Regions from separate parts of the Pan troglodytes genome. Here region 1 is linked to region 2. The links are chromatin contacts, called in public HiChIP or PLAC-seq maps. All regions are on one chromosome and are shown on one strand. Each heading gives the region's core, a stretch centred on a gene start, on an enhancer-like site or on the middle of the called end of the contact. The rest is flanking DNA. Distances are from core to core; before and after follow the strand shown.

Evidence for each region. HiChIP or PLAC-seq counts read pairs in DNA pulled down with a chosen protein or histone mark.
Region 1: a contact with region 2 is called in an H3K4me3 HiChIP or PLAC-seq map of stem cell-derived excitatory neurons, with 8 times the contacts expected there. The contact joins two enhancer-like sites. A contact is called at or near these places in 3 of 7 Hi-C or Micro-C datasets (induced pluripotent stem cells and stem cell-derived neural progenitor cells), 1 of 1 datasets of contacts at active chromatin or transcription factors (stem cell-derived excitatory neurons) and 1 of 1 other capture datasets (stem cell-derived neural stem cells).

Annotation. Positions count from the first base shown.
Region 1 is chr4:22,512,439-22,518,625 of NHGRI_mPanTro3-v2.0_pri, reverse strand. It overlaps ARB2A (ARB2 cotranscriptional regulator A), which reads right to left. Exons shown (of 9, transcript XM_063810257.1): 9 at 550-3,627. The coding sequence ends at 3,485. Among named protein-coding and RNA genes, the nearest start is that of NR2F1, 37 kb to the left of the region's middle. Within about 2 kb of position 3,980, at least 21 of the 24 cell types and tissues checked have an H3K27ac peak or open chromatin away from gene starts, as enhancers often do. A contact at or near this core is called in stem cell-derived excitatory neurons, where this site is marked.
Region 2 is chr4:22,331,704-22,337,751 of NHGRI_mPanTro3-v2.0_pri, reverse strand. The region is part of intron 6 of ARB2A (ARB2 cotranscriptional regulator A); the gene reads right to left. Among named protein-coding and RNA genes, the nearest start is that of POU5F2, 59 kb to the left of the region's middle. Within about 2 kb of position 3,336, at least 5 of the 24 cell types and tissues checked have an H3K27ac peak or open chromatin away from gene starts, as enhancers often do. A contact at or near this core is called in stem cell-derived excitatory neurons, where this site is marked.

The DNA.
Region 1 (6,187 bases), core at 2,731-5,230, 180 kb before region 2:
CACACGTGTTTGGATTGAACCGCAGATAATCCAGAGAAACAAACAAAATCTAACTTATTAGCACGGATAATATAGTTAGCATATCTCTAAAAGGGGCTAAAGGTTTTAAGAAAGCTGTAAAAGAAATGTAAGTTATTTTCAGATCGAACACAGTACATCAAGAACCTATATACATGAACTTGGAGGCAACTTAAACTCACCAGACTCCTCTTGGAAAACACATTTATTTATGGCATATTCAAGTGTATTTTATAAAACAACAATTTAATTGATAGGTTGTTCAGATTTCCTTGCTAAGGAGATATTTAAGATATTAAAAACAACTGTCTTAGAAATGTTAGCTTTGTAAAAGGTGCAAGCCAAATAGTGACTCAACTAAAGTTAGGATATTACCTTACAGCAATACTAACAGAAATAAAAAGTAGCCAGAAAGTTTAAAATATTGACGGATGCTGTCTCATCCTTCCTTTTATGTTTTTGCTTTAAAAAGTCTCTATGCAATTGGTGAATAAGCAAGAATTCTTCTGAGCAAGAATAATAACACCGCTGTTGTTGGGAAAATTGTTTTTATTTTAAAATGGAAATGGAAATATAATATACAGGAAAAGCTTGTGCTTTCCTTTTTTTTTTTTACTTCGCATAAACAATAATAATGCAATCCAGGTCAAAGCACAAGGCAGAAACTCGAGAAAAGAACAGTTATTAAAGGTACATGGTCTTCTTTTCAAATATCCATGAAAACATTTAACGACGGGATGGCTAGTACCTACAGAAAGCTCCAAAGCAATAATCTGGCCTTTAAGTTTCGACAGGACTATTTTGAATCTTAGATTTATCAGTCACTGTTTTCCCATTCTACTTGTTCTAAGAATTAAGTATATAATTAAAATAAAAAGGCCACATCCTGACTTTAAATCTCCACTCTCCTAAAAACCGGTTTGAGGAAACAAAAATGGGGAAGAAGAAGATCAGAACAAAAATATTGTTAACACTGGCCGTCCTCATGCAGGTGGGCTACTACCAACTGCTGGTTGTTACTCCAGGAAAATCGAGGTGAACATTATTACATTTATATCAACAAACCCATAATCAACAGGTTAAAAAATCCTACATTACAAAGAATCTGATCACTTATCAGTTGGTGGTCTGGAATAGTTTGCCTAGCTCCCTCTGGGCTGCTACAGCTCAGATTCACAAGTAGAAATTACATTTACACAACTTAAGTTTGCAAATAGCTCTCCATAAATAGTTAAACAAGGCCTAACCATCCAGTAGTTTTAAAGTATTAGAGGCAATTAAATAGTGATTTATTCTAGCTATAAGTAAAGGTTTAAAAAGAGGAGAGATGATTTGAGAGAAGGAATAGCAGTGATTTGGTTTATAAACAGCATATTTATTGTGCTCTAATTCAGGTGCAGAAGCTTCGCCAATTTAGCATTGCACAAGTGTTGGTTTTTTATAAATGCTATAAAATTGTTTCCTGTCAACATTTTCATATACTGAAAACACAACACAATTTATAATACCTTGAAAAATATATTCAATTCACATCAATTCTTGAATCTCTCACTGGAAGGAATGTTTGTCCCTCAACTAAGATTCCGGAACACTGCTGAAGATACCATTATTTTACACAGTTCACCACTACTTCTAAAATAGTAATGATTGGATAAAAAGGGTCAATATCACAGACAAATGTGCTTGATGTTGTTGGGGTTTACTCATTTTAAGCCATCTGGTAGCTGAATAAAATGCCATTTTTATTTTTCCTCCTATATAGTTGATTTTGCTTAAGTAACACGAAAATATATGCATACCTGAGCACTGAAAAAACATCTTTAATTTGTCATCATTAAGACTATAGAACCAATGAATGTACTTGTATGTCAAACACAGCAATGAGATATTAACAGCTTTAAAACTTGTTGAAATCGGTTCATAATATAAAAACATTTAAGCACGAAGTGGTTGATTTTAAGTTACTTTTCTGAGGCATTAGACAGTTCGAAGTCATTTTGGGTACATTTTATCATGTCCTCAAATAAGGCAGGCATATTAATTGTTGCACACACTTTAAAAAAGGATGAAAACTATTAAATTTATGTTCTCATCTATTAGAAACAATCTTTACTAGGTAATTAAACTTGTCAAGTAATTAAAATATAATGTGAAATTTTAAGATTTTAATCTAAAAGTCAGCAAAACCTTAACATCTCCTGTATTTCACAGTGTTGGCCACATCTTAGCTGGATTAAAATACTTAATTGTTCAAACTGTAGGGCTAAACCCTACAGAGGAAGCGGAGTGCTAAAAATTATACCATTGGACTGAGAGAAGAAATTCTTTCACACCAAGTCCTTCTCTTCTTGTTAAAGCAGAAAACTAAAAGGATAATTTTAGCCCCACTTAGCCTTTCAGAAGAAAAAGGCTGCAGAGCACAAAGGTTTCGTTTCCTGATGACAATAAAAAAATTCTCTCCCTAGAAGGGCCTAACTCCAGGAAAGCTCAGAATAGATCATTCTGGAAAGGATTAACAACAACAATCTTTCTCTACAGAGAGATTTAAAAAGCAAAACTTAAGTGTGTTATATCTAAATTACAATGCCACTCAGTACACATTATGTGTTTAAAAAGTAAAGTCAATCCCAGTGATAACAGTTGGAAATTCCATTGAAAATGGGACCTTTCACACCTACACTTAAAAGAGCTGCCCATCATTGTTTTGGTTTTAACAGTCTCTTCTGAAATCAGAGACTTGTGTAAACTCTCACAATTAGCTGGCAAAAGGATTTTCAGCAGTAATGCGGATTCAGCACTTTATAGATTTTTATGCAGAGTTGTTTTTTTTCTGGTCCCGAAATGAAAACAGGGAGAGAACAATTTGCACTCCCCAAACTACATGGTACATCATGGCATTCAGGTTCTGAATTTGAAATCGGCTTTGGAGTGTGTGTGGAACTTCCTTAAAAAAAAAAAAAAAAAAGAGGTGGGTAATAAGATGCCCTCAGGGAAAAACCTAGTGAAAATGGAAATCTGAAGTCTGGAATAGAAGTTTGCTCCAGTTGAGAGCGGGGAAAGATGGACATAATTAAGGAGGGGGAAGCAGCAGCGGCTCCGCTACGGCGGGCACTAGGACCGCGCCGACGCCGCCGGACCCGCAGCGCCCGCGCGGTCTCCGTCAGGGCAATTAGAGCCTCGCCGGCCGCGCCAGGCAGGGCGCTGTCAGCCTTAATGTGAGCGCTGACTGGCAGCGCTCAGCCCGCGCTCAGCCCGCAGGAAGCACGACCAGTGAACCCATATTGCTTTGACAGTTGCACTCATCTAGAAATAATGCAAAACGCTATTTAGATGTATATATCACGACCCTGTGCTCTGGGAAGAAAACAATCTAATGAGGGGCTGGGAGTCCGCTCGACGACACAAGCAGTGAGGAGGCGTGCGGGTGCGTGCGCCAGGGCGGCCTCCCCCGTCGCGCTCGCTCCTCTTACAGCTCTTCGTGCTTGATGCGGTGCGAGCGGCGCGTCACAGCCGGCTTCAGGGAGCTGGTCTTGGCCTCTGAGGCTTCGGTAAAGAATTTGAAAATAGACGGAAAGCTCTTCCAGGAAGTTAGCTCGTGACGGTCGGTGCCTGCAAAGAACCACACATTCGGTTACCAGGTGGCCACGCGGGGCCGGGCGCGGTGAGGGCGGCGAGGGCCAGGCCGAGCCCCGGCTCCCGACCACCCGGTCCCGCCCCTCCCCGCCCCTCCCGCCTGCGCCCCGCCTCAGCCGCCCGCGCCCCGCCCCTCAGCCAGGACCCCCGCCCCCTCGCGGGCGCGGGCCAGCCGACTCCCAGGGCACAACTAGGGCTGCGGGGTCACTTGCCCCCTGGCTCAGAGGAACTCAGACTTCGCTATCCGCGGCGTCTAGGCGTCTCCGGCCTCAGTCCCCATCCCTCTCCCAACGCGGGGACGCGGCCCGGATCTGTCCCGGGGTCGCCCGAGGCGCGGCTGGCCGCCCGAGGCCTCCGCCTCTCCGGGCCAATGGAAGCGCTGGGCGGGAAGGGCCACTCCCTCTCCCTCCGGGAAACCACCCACTCCCGAGACTCGGCGCGCGCGGGGATTGGTTTCCCCTGCGTGCGGGATCGCACAGCGCCTGTTTCCTTGCTTCCCAAGGGGGTGGTGTGGAGGGGAAGGGGGAATGATTTTTCTTGCGTCTCCCGGAAGCTGTGCTGTTAGACACGATTACCTCAGCTAGGTCACTGAGACCAAATCATACGGGACGCTTAATGAAGGACCGCATTCAAAAGGGATTACGCCTTGAAGTGTCCTGGCGGGCGACATTTTTACAGATTTTAAGGGGCAAATTTAGAACAGCTAAAAAAAAGGTTTCAAAGCCGTGACTACTAAAAGAGCATCTAGGCCTCCCATTTTGTCAGGAGGAATTCAACTTAGAAAATGCAGGTTAGTTGTCAATTTATGGGGTTACTTTATTTTACTACAGCTTCTCTCTGTGGTTTCGATGTAATACTAATGTACAGCATGTTTTCAAATCAGATCGACCTTCAGTTTAACACAGGCAGCGGATAACACGGATGCAAGCATAAGAACATATGAGGAAATACATTTAGCTATTTTTGACTCCCTGTGATGGCTTATGTAGCATTTTACCAGTGGCTTCATAAATGAGCACTTTTTAAAATTAAAAATTAAAATAATTACAGACTTCCACAGAAATAATGAGTGAATAGCTTTTAAACAGTTGAAATCTCTTCCTAGATCACTCAATTATGCAGAGAGATACCGCTTGGAAGTCTCCGGATTCAGGGCCTCAGTCTGATACTTTAACATTGTTAATGATAATTCTTTAGTCTGTAATAGTAGGTCATTGCTATGGTTACTCTACAATGGTGCAACACTTTGCTTTCCCCTTCAGCTATTCGCTGAGACCTGGTAACCACATTTGTTGCCTAGCAACAGTTTTGTGACAGTATCACAATCTAGGAGTTACAACAATAAGGATGCTATGGCTGCTGTCGGCCAGAGAGCAGAAAGCTACAGTCTGTGCCTGACTTAGCTGTGGGAGCTGGCCCTACTAGAGAACCCCTCTCTCTTTATCAGTGCCCTCCCAAGGATTCTCCCTATCCTCCTTTCCTCTGCAGACTGGCCTCATGAACCTGAATTTGAAACTAAGACCCAGTATTAAAGTCATATCCCCCAACTCAGACTAAAAATGAGGTCATTTTATTTGCTTACTCATTTTGGGCAAAATTCATTGTTACTCAATAGGAAGGAGGGATGAGTGTAGGTTTATCTTGTTAAATCCTAAAGTGCTAGGTGGATTTTGACAATTCTTCATAGAATTCTTGGGGGAAAATTATATATATATGCCTGCTTGCATCAATAGGTGTTATAATACATAACATCTAGGTATTATTATATTTTTACTGATTTATTCAAATGACAATCTTAAAGGATTCTTTTGAATTTGGAGGCATTTATATTTTCCAAACCTAAGTGAGCAGTTCTACATATGCTCAGACATACCTGCTTTAAATGATATTTGTGGGTAGATCTAGGAGGACCAGTTTCTGGATAGGGTTATCAAATGTGTGTCTCTATTCTATAGTGTTTGCAACCCTAGTTTCACTTCAGTAATAACTACACAGTTGCACTTATAATGGTAGGACATTTTAAAATCAGTTGTAATTCATTTTGAAAGACCATTCTCAGATGCATACTCCATGGCAACACCCACCCCCAAATACAATAAGCCAAAAAAAAAAAAAAAAAGGTGTTAATTGTCTCTTTTCTTAACCATTTCCCAAGCTTACAGCCACATTTGGCATTTCCTCCATAGTGATCACACTTACACCTACTAGTGTTACTAAGGCTATGATCAATTTGTAAGCTTTCTCAGGGAATTCCCCTCATAATTCCTCCCACCCCTTGAAACCAATTCAATCTATGAATCTAGAGGGACCTAAGGAGTCAACGGTCTGAAGCAATTTTAACTCCTTTATTTCTTCTTTACGGGTAACAATCCTTCTGAAGGATGAACAGATTTCCCTGGTGATAAAATCACTACAAAAGCTTTTTAGTTTTAGCTTTTGATGACTCTCTGCTTGATTAGTCCTGGACTGAAAAGACCAGAGTCCCTGAGATAACGGAATACTTGTACTGGCTCTCAACATTTACTCTTGTAATTTA
Region 2 (6,048 bases), core at 2,087-4,586:
ATTTACATTCCAATCGTTATAAATACAGGGCAATTATATTCCTATGGCCTTTTATATAAAAGTGAATTTATAAGTAACATCATGGTTTACTGAAACCATTTAAATATTATTTGTAATAATGGCATGGCTCCACCTGTACCATCACATAGAAGAATGAAAAATTGTCAAGAATGTTAGAAATTATCCAATCCAATTGCTTTTTGTATGGATGAGAAAACAGATAAAGTGACTTAGGTGTCACCTCTAGTGTGACATGGGATAACACCAGTATCAGACTCCAAGTTCCACAACTGATAATGCCTCTCCTTCACTCTATGCTACAGTGCACTACCTAAGAGCACATATGCCTTAGTTCCTTGATGGTATGTCCTAGCACTTTCCTTCCTTGTAATACTACAGGCTCCAAAGTGATTTACTTTTATGTAAGTCTTGGGTTGACAGGCCACCAAGGTGGTTTGTACACATAAACTGCTTTAATTCCATGGACTGGATGGCTGTTGTTTTATTCTTTTTCTGATCAATTTGGCAGGTCAAGTCAGTCAAACTGGTTTCTTCATGTAGATACTGCCTTACTATGGAAATGAATGTGGAAACATTCATCTTTGTCAGAAATTATGTCAAATTATTCAAATTTATTGGTGAATTGCAACAAACATCCCAGCTGATGAACATCTCAGTCATATGTTTTTTAGAGAACACTTATGGTCCTGAAAAGATAACATTGCAATGAGCTTTCCCATTCTGAAGCAAAGATGTTTGGATAGAGAATGGGGTCTGTTATTCAAGATAATAATTTATTTCAATCATAAAAATTACAAAGATATCCAGAACTGTAAGTATCAAAATATATCCCTTTAGATAGTGTTGTTGTTGTTTTCTTTCCCCCTCTCCTTGTTATGGTCCTCTTTCAAGACTCTTACGAAGCTGTCTCTAAGACCCTTTCTGTCAGTTTCCATCTTTTCTATAGACATACTACAGCCTTCACATTAACACTGCTTCTCTGGCTTGAGGTAATAAACAATTAGCTACAGCACAGTGGTGTGATGTTCATGTTATTCTTTGCTGTACTACACCTAGCCAATGTCTCAAAAATTAATGCAACTATATCAGGATCTGAAATTAACTTTTTATAGCCAAAAGCAACATCCTGCTAGGAGGAGAAAAACCTATTATAAATGGGCTGGCATCTGATTGCTTGTACATGGTTAGTACCAGGAAACTAACATTTCAAATTATAAAGCGTTGAATATAACAAAAGCTGCCCCATATTGATTAATCACTGTTTTGTTTATGAACTGATAAGGTCTAACTAGGTAGTATCTATTATTAGTAAGTCACAGATCTATTACTAAAGATCTGAGATGAACCTACATTGGCTAATGTTTTTATGATGTTATATAGAAATAATTAGAAAAAAAATACCAGCATGAAAAATAACAGCATTTCCCCCTGAACTGTATATTATCTTGGGATATATTTTTTCCAGGTAATTATTTAAAACTAGTCACTAAAAATATATTCAAAAGTATATGTTATTCAATAAGCACTATCAAAAAATCACTTTGAAAAATGCGAACAGAAAAAATCAACCTAGGATAATGCACATATCTATTTCTCTTTGAAAAATTTTAAATAATTTCTAATTGAAGTACCTATATAGGAGAAATCAATTTAATGTGCTACAAAGCAAAGGTATTTAAAAATTTTATTTAAAACTGCCCATGTGTTTATAATACTCAGTTATTTTACTGGTGTTTAGACCAAGCTTGACTATAGTGGTAATCTTTTTTGTTCCTTTTCAGTCAGGATGTAAAACATATGCTACGAAAACTTTAAAATCTGCAAGAATACTTTATTCAAATTACTCATGTTAAAAATCAATACCTTTAGCTAATAAAAATAGGGCATGATTTAACTGCATATTTTCACACACACACACACACACACACACACACACACACACACACACACACACAGATACAGCTATAACTCTAGAGGAGAAGGATATAAAATTTTACCAGTTCTGGGATGTTTAATTAATTAGGAGAACAGTGTAAAATAGTTGTCTATATTCCTTAGGCTACTGATTGCTTTCTACATTTGGAAGATGGGGGACAAGACGGGAGAGGAGGGAGTTTTATTTTAAAAGTGTGTATTAAAACAAAAATGTTATTAATGTCCTTAGAGATTACAGGTGGTGCTACAGATTGAAACATGAATATTTAGGCTTAGAATGGACACTAAAATTCTAAAAAATAAATGGAGCAAATCTTTATATTTTAAAAAGATTTCAAGCTATAATTATCGATTGAAAATGTTTACTTAATTATGTTGTCACTTGATTTTCAACTAGTAGCCACAGCTCTAATCTATAAATAGAGTTAGGAATGGTAGCACATCAATTTTTCTCTTTCATTTTTAAATGATCAGCTGAAATAGAGAATGAAATGCAATCTTTAATATAGTTTTAAAAGACTTTAAGTTACTTTTGAACTACGAACATGTGAAAAATTACAAATAGGATCACTGACAGTAATTTTTATAAGTAAAAAGGTACAAATTATTGCTATTTGTGCTCTTCATTCTTAATCCTTTGCTTATCTTTCTTTTGACCTTTATCCAAATGAATCACACTAACTCTTGAATGCTTTCTCTCACTTGATTTCTAAAGCTGTTCATCACACTTGCTGGCTAGAAGCACAGCTGGCAAGGGATCTAAGCCTCATCACTGGGCAAACTTGCCCTTCTGGTTTTGCCAAGAATGACATTTCCAATGGAAGAAAAAGTTACTGTATGGGACACTGGATACTCTATTTATTTGTGAGAACCAATAGCTCCAACCCCCTTTGTTAGCACTACATATAGGCATTAGAAATAAAACCAAAATAACAAAGGATCAAACAGCCTAGAGTTCTCTAAATTCAATTGTTAATTAAAGTGAGAGCACAGAAATCAGCTGAGTATTTTTATTCATTTCCTGAAGAAAGATGCAACCAAGGATAAGCAGTGCCCCCTAGTGTCAATAACCACAGACAATAAAAGCTAGAGAAAAGTTGCTAATGTTAGCTGAACTAAATTATTAAAAATATATGTTGTAATACATGATAAATTCATCATTATTCAAATTTTAGACTTTACATGTATATAAAAGCACACCCACATCATTTATTTAATACTGACTTGCTCAGGAATGTGCACATGTGAGGGCACATGCACACACACTGTACACAGACTGACATGGCCAAGATGTCTTTAATGTTTCAGGCAGCTCAGAAAAAAAATTCCACCCAGCACAGCAGGCCATGCATGAAGCGGGTGTCAGCAAGCCCTGCAGAATCACTCACTGTGAAGACATCTAATAGGAACTGCTGAATACACAATACAGGCAGCATGGCCTGAATGGCTAAAGTGGAATGGCCAGAACGAAGTCTGAAGGTTTTCAAATACAACCAAAATTATAATTCAACCGGTAAAGAATTTTTAGACACTTTCTGTTTTTATTGTTATTAGGAAATTAGTATATTTAGCCTGTATTAGAGACTGATTTTGAAAATGCTATAACTTTTACCATGCATATTCTGAATATTGAATCCTAAATCTGAAGAACAAATAAATATACATCCTCTCTTTGGAAAAAAATGCAACACAAAATTCAAATATTAAAAAACACTAAATATATTTTATAAAATTTAAGTCAAGATATATTTTCTCTGATAAATCTTATAAGAAAATTTAAGTTATTTTTAAAAGACAAATTAGGTATCTAGAGAGTGATATATGTGCCAAACAGGTAAAGTCAGCTTCTTGTTTTGTGACATAGTGTCACTTATTTATTAACAGCAATTTTTGTCATAGATGACACATAAATGGGGGCAAAAAAGAAATCACAATGAAAAAGAAAACATCCATACAAATAAAAATGATAAACAGGAAAAACCAAAAAGCCAGGAGGACTGGGTATGTATGTATCAAATAAGCTTCTAATAAAAAGCAAATTAATAAGATAAACAATTGCTTAATTTTATTTACATAAAAAGTACAAGGCAAGAAAAATTCAAGGCTATTTAAAACATGTATTTATAGAGAAGTCCATTTGTGAATTACTTTTTCACATAAACCAAAACGCATATAGGACTAGTTTTGCATTTTAAAAAGCACAAGACATAATTATGCTTTTATAAAAAGATTCCTATGTGCATTTAAGTTGCTCCATCTTTAAAAGGATGAAGATGCAAATGCAATAGTTTAGCAGGCATAAACAGAATTCCAGAATGATGTTTAGCAGTAGATAGGTATTTTGGCCATTTACAATAAATTCTGGTTAAAACAGAAGCTGAAACTTCAACTATTCAAATTTAGAAAAAGTTCTAAAATGCTTACTATTGAGTTTTTAAAGAAGCATAATGATGGCAAGACTACTAAAATCTTTAAGAATCAAAGAACAGCAGCAACAACAAAAACCCCCTTCTTACATATAACAGTATTTCGCTAACATCCAGAAGGAAATAAAATGTAGATGGACATATTTACATTCATGCTAATTGTATGGACACACATTTTGTTGCATTAACAATTATGAGTTACTTCTCACAAAAATCTCCAATGGAAATGGAGTATTATCCCACATGAGTAATAACAGGTGCCTGCTTAGATAGGTGATAGTGAAAAGTCAAATTTGTGTGCCTATCCACGAGGAATGAGGACTTGTTTTTTCCTTGGTGGAACATGTGCAGTTTAGCATGCTACTGCAGCTGGCACTAAACATCAAGTAATTTTCTGCAGCTCTTCAACAGACAAAAACATTATACATATAAAGTTGTTATGTTCTTTCATGTCTTTTACAAATTTTTGTTTTCATGGATACTACAGCTTTCATCTTTAATTCAACAATAGACTACTTGGTGGTTATTTGTTATTAATATAGGCATAAAGTGATGTGAGATTTCTAAACCCACCCTAGAACTCTCCTACATCAATTCCCTCTCCTCCCTCACCGCCCCCCCCACCCAAAAAGAGGGATAAATTCTAAAGGCTAAGATGTAAGATGAGAACACATGAACACATAGAGGGGAACAACACATACTGGGGCCTATTGGAGGGTAGAGGGTGGAGGGTGGAGGGTGGGAGGAGGGAGAGGATCAGGAAAAATAACAAATGGGTACTAGGCTTAAGACCTTGTGATGAAATCATCTGTATAACAAACCCTCATACACAAGTTTACCTACATAAAAAACCTGCATATGTATTCCTGAACTTAAAAGTTAAAAAAAAAAAAAGAGAAAAGCTTCCATTTTTGGACATAAGAATTTTTTAGACTTAACCCAAAATATTTCTATGTGTTGATTTGGGGAATGTATGAATAAACGTCCCTGGTCAGGTTTTTCTTTTTGTAGAAAACGGGAAAGGTAAGCAGGTCCATGCCTGTTGCATGAAAGAGATGCTGGGTTAGGATTATGAAGACAGTGGAGCTAGGTTTGTACACAGCCGGACAGAAATAGTGATTCAGAGCTGTTATTATTCCTACAAGGTCAAAAGAAATGGAAAAGGTTTGTAACCCATGTACTCTATTACCAGCATTAACATACCCATAAATACATTTGATTCCTTTCTAGAACATCTCAAAGAGTTTGGAAATATATGTACACAGACACCATACAAAGATAAATTTTAAAATGTGAGCTTTTAGCTTTAACTTTCTAAAGCCTACATTAAAGTGTTCAAATACAAATTTTGTTTTGCGTATGTGTTCTTAACAGACACAAATGACAGGATTCTCATAAAATGCTTAAAGGCAGAAAAAGAATATAAAAGATAAATAACTTCAAAGAAAGATATTTCCTTAACATATGTATATTCATCTGAGTATCTAATAAGTAAACAACTGTTCATGCATATCATATCTGCAAGGATTATTCACTAAGAGTTTCCATATACTTAAGCAAGCATACATACATACCAAATAATTGAGCATAATGCATTTTTAATAGACTCTTATTATACCAAAAACATTTTCGTTAAGATGATATAACTGTATTATACTTTCAATAA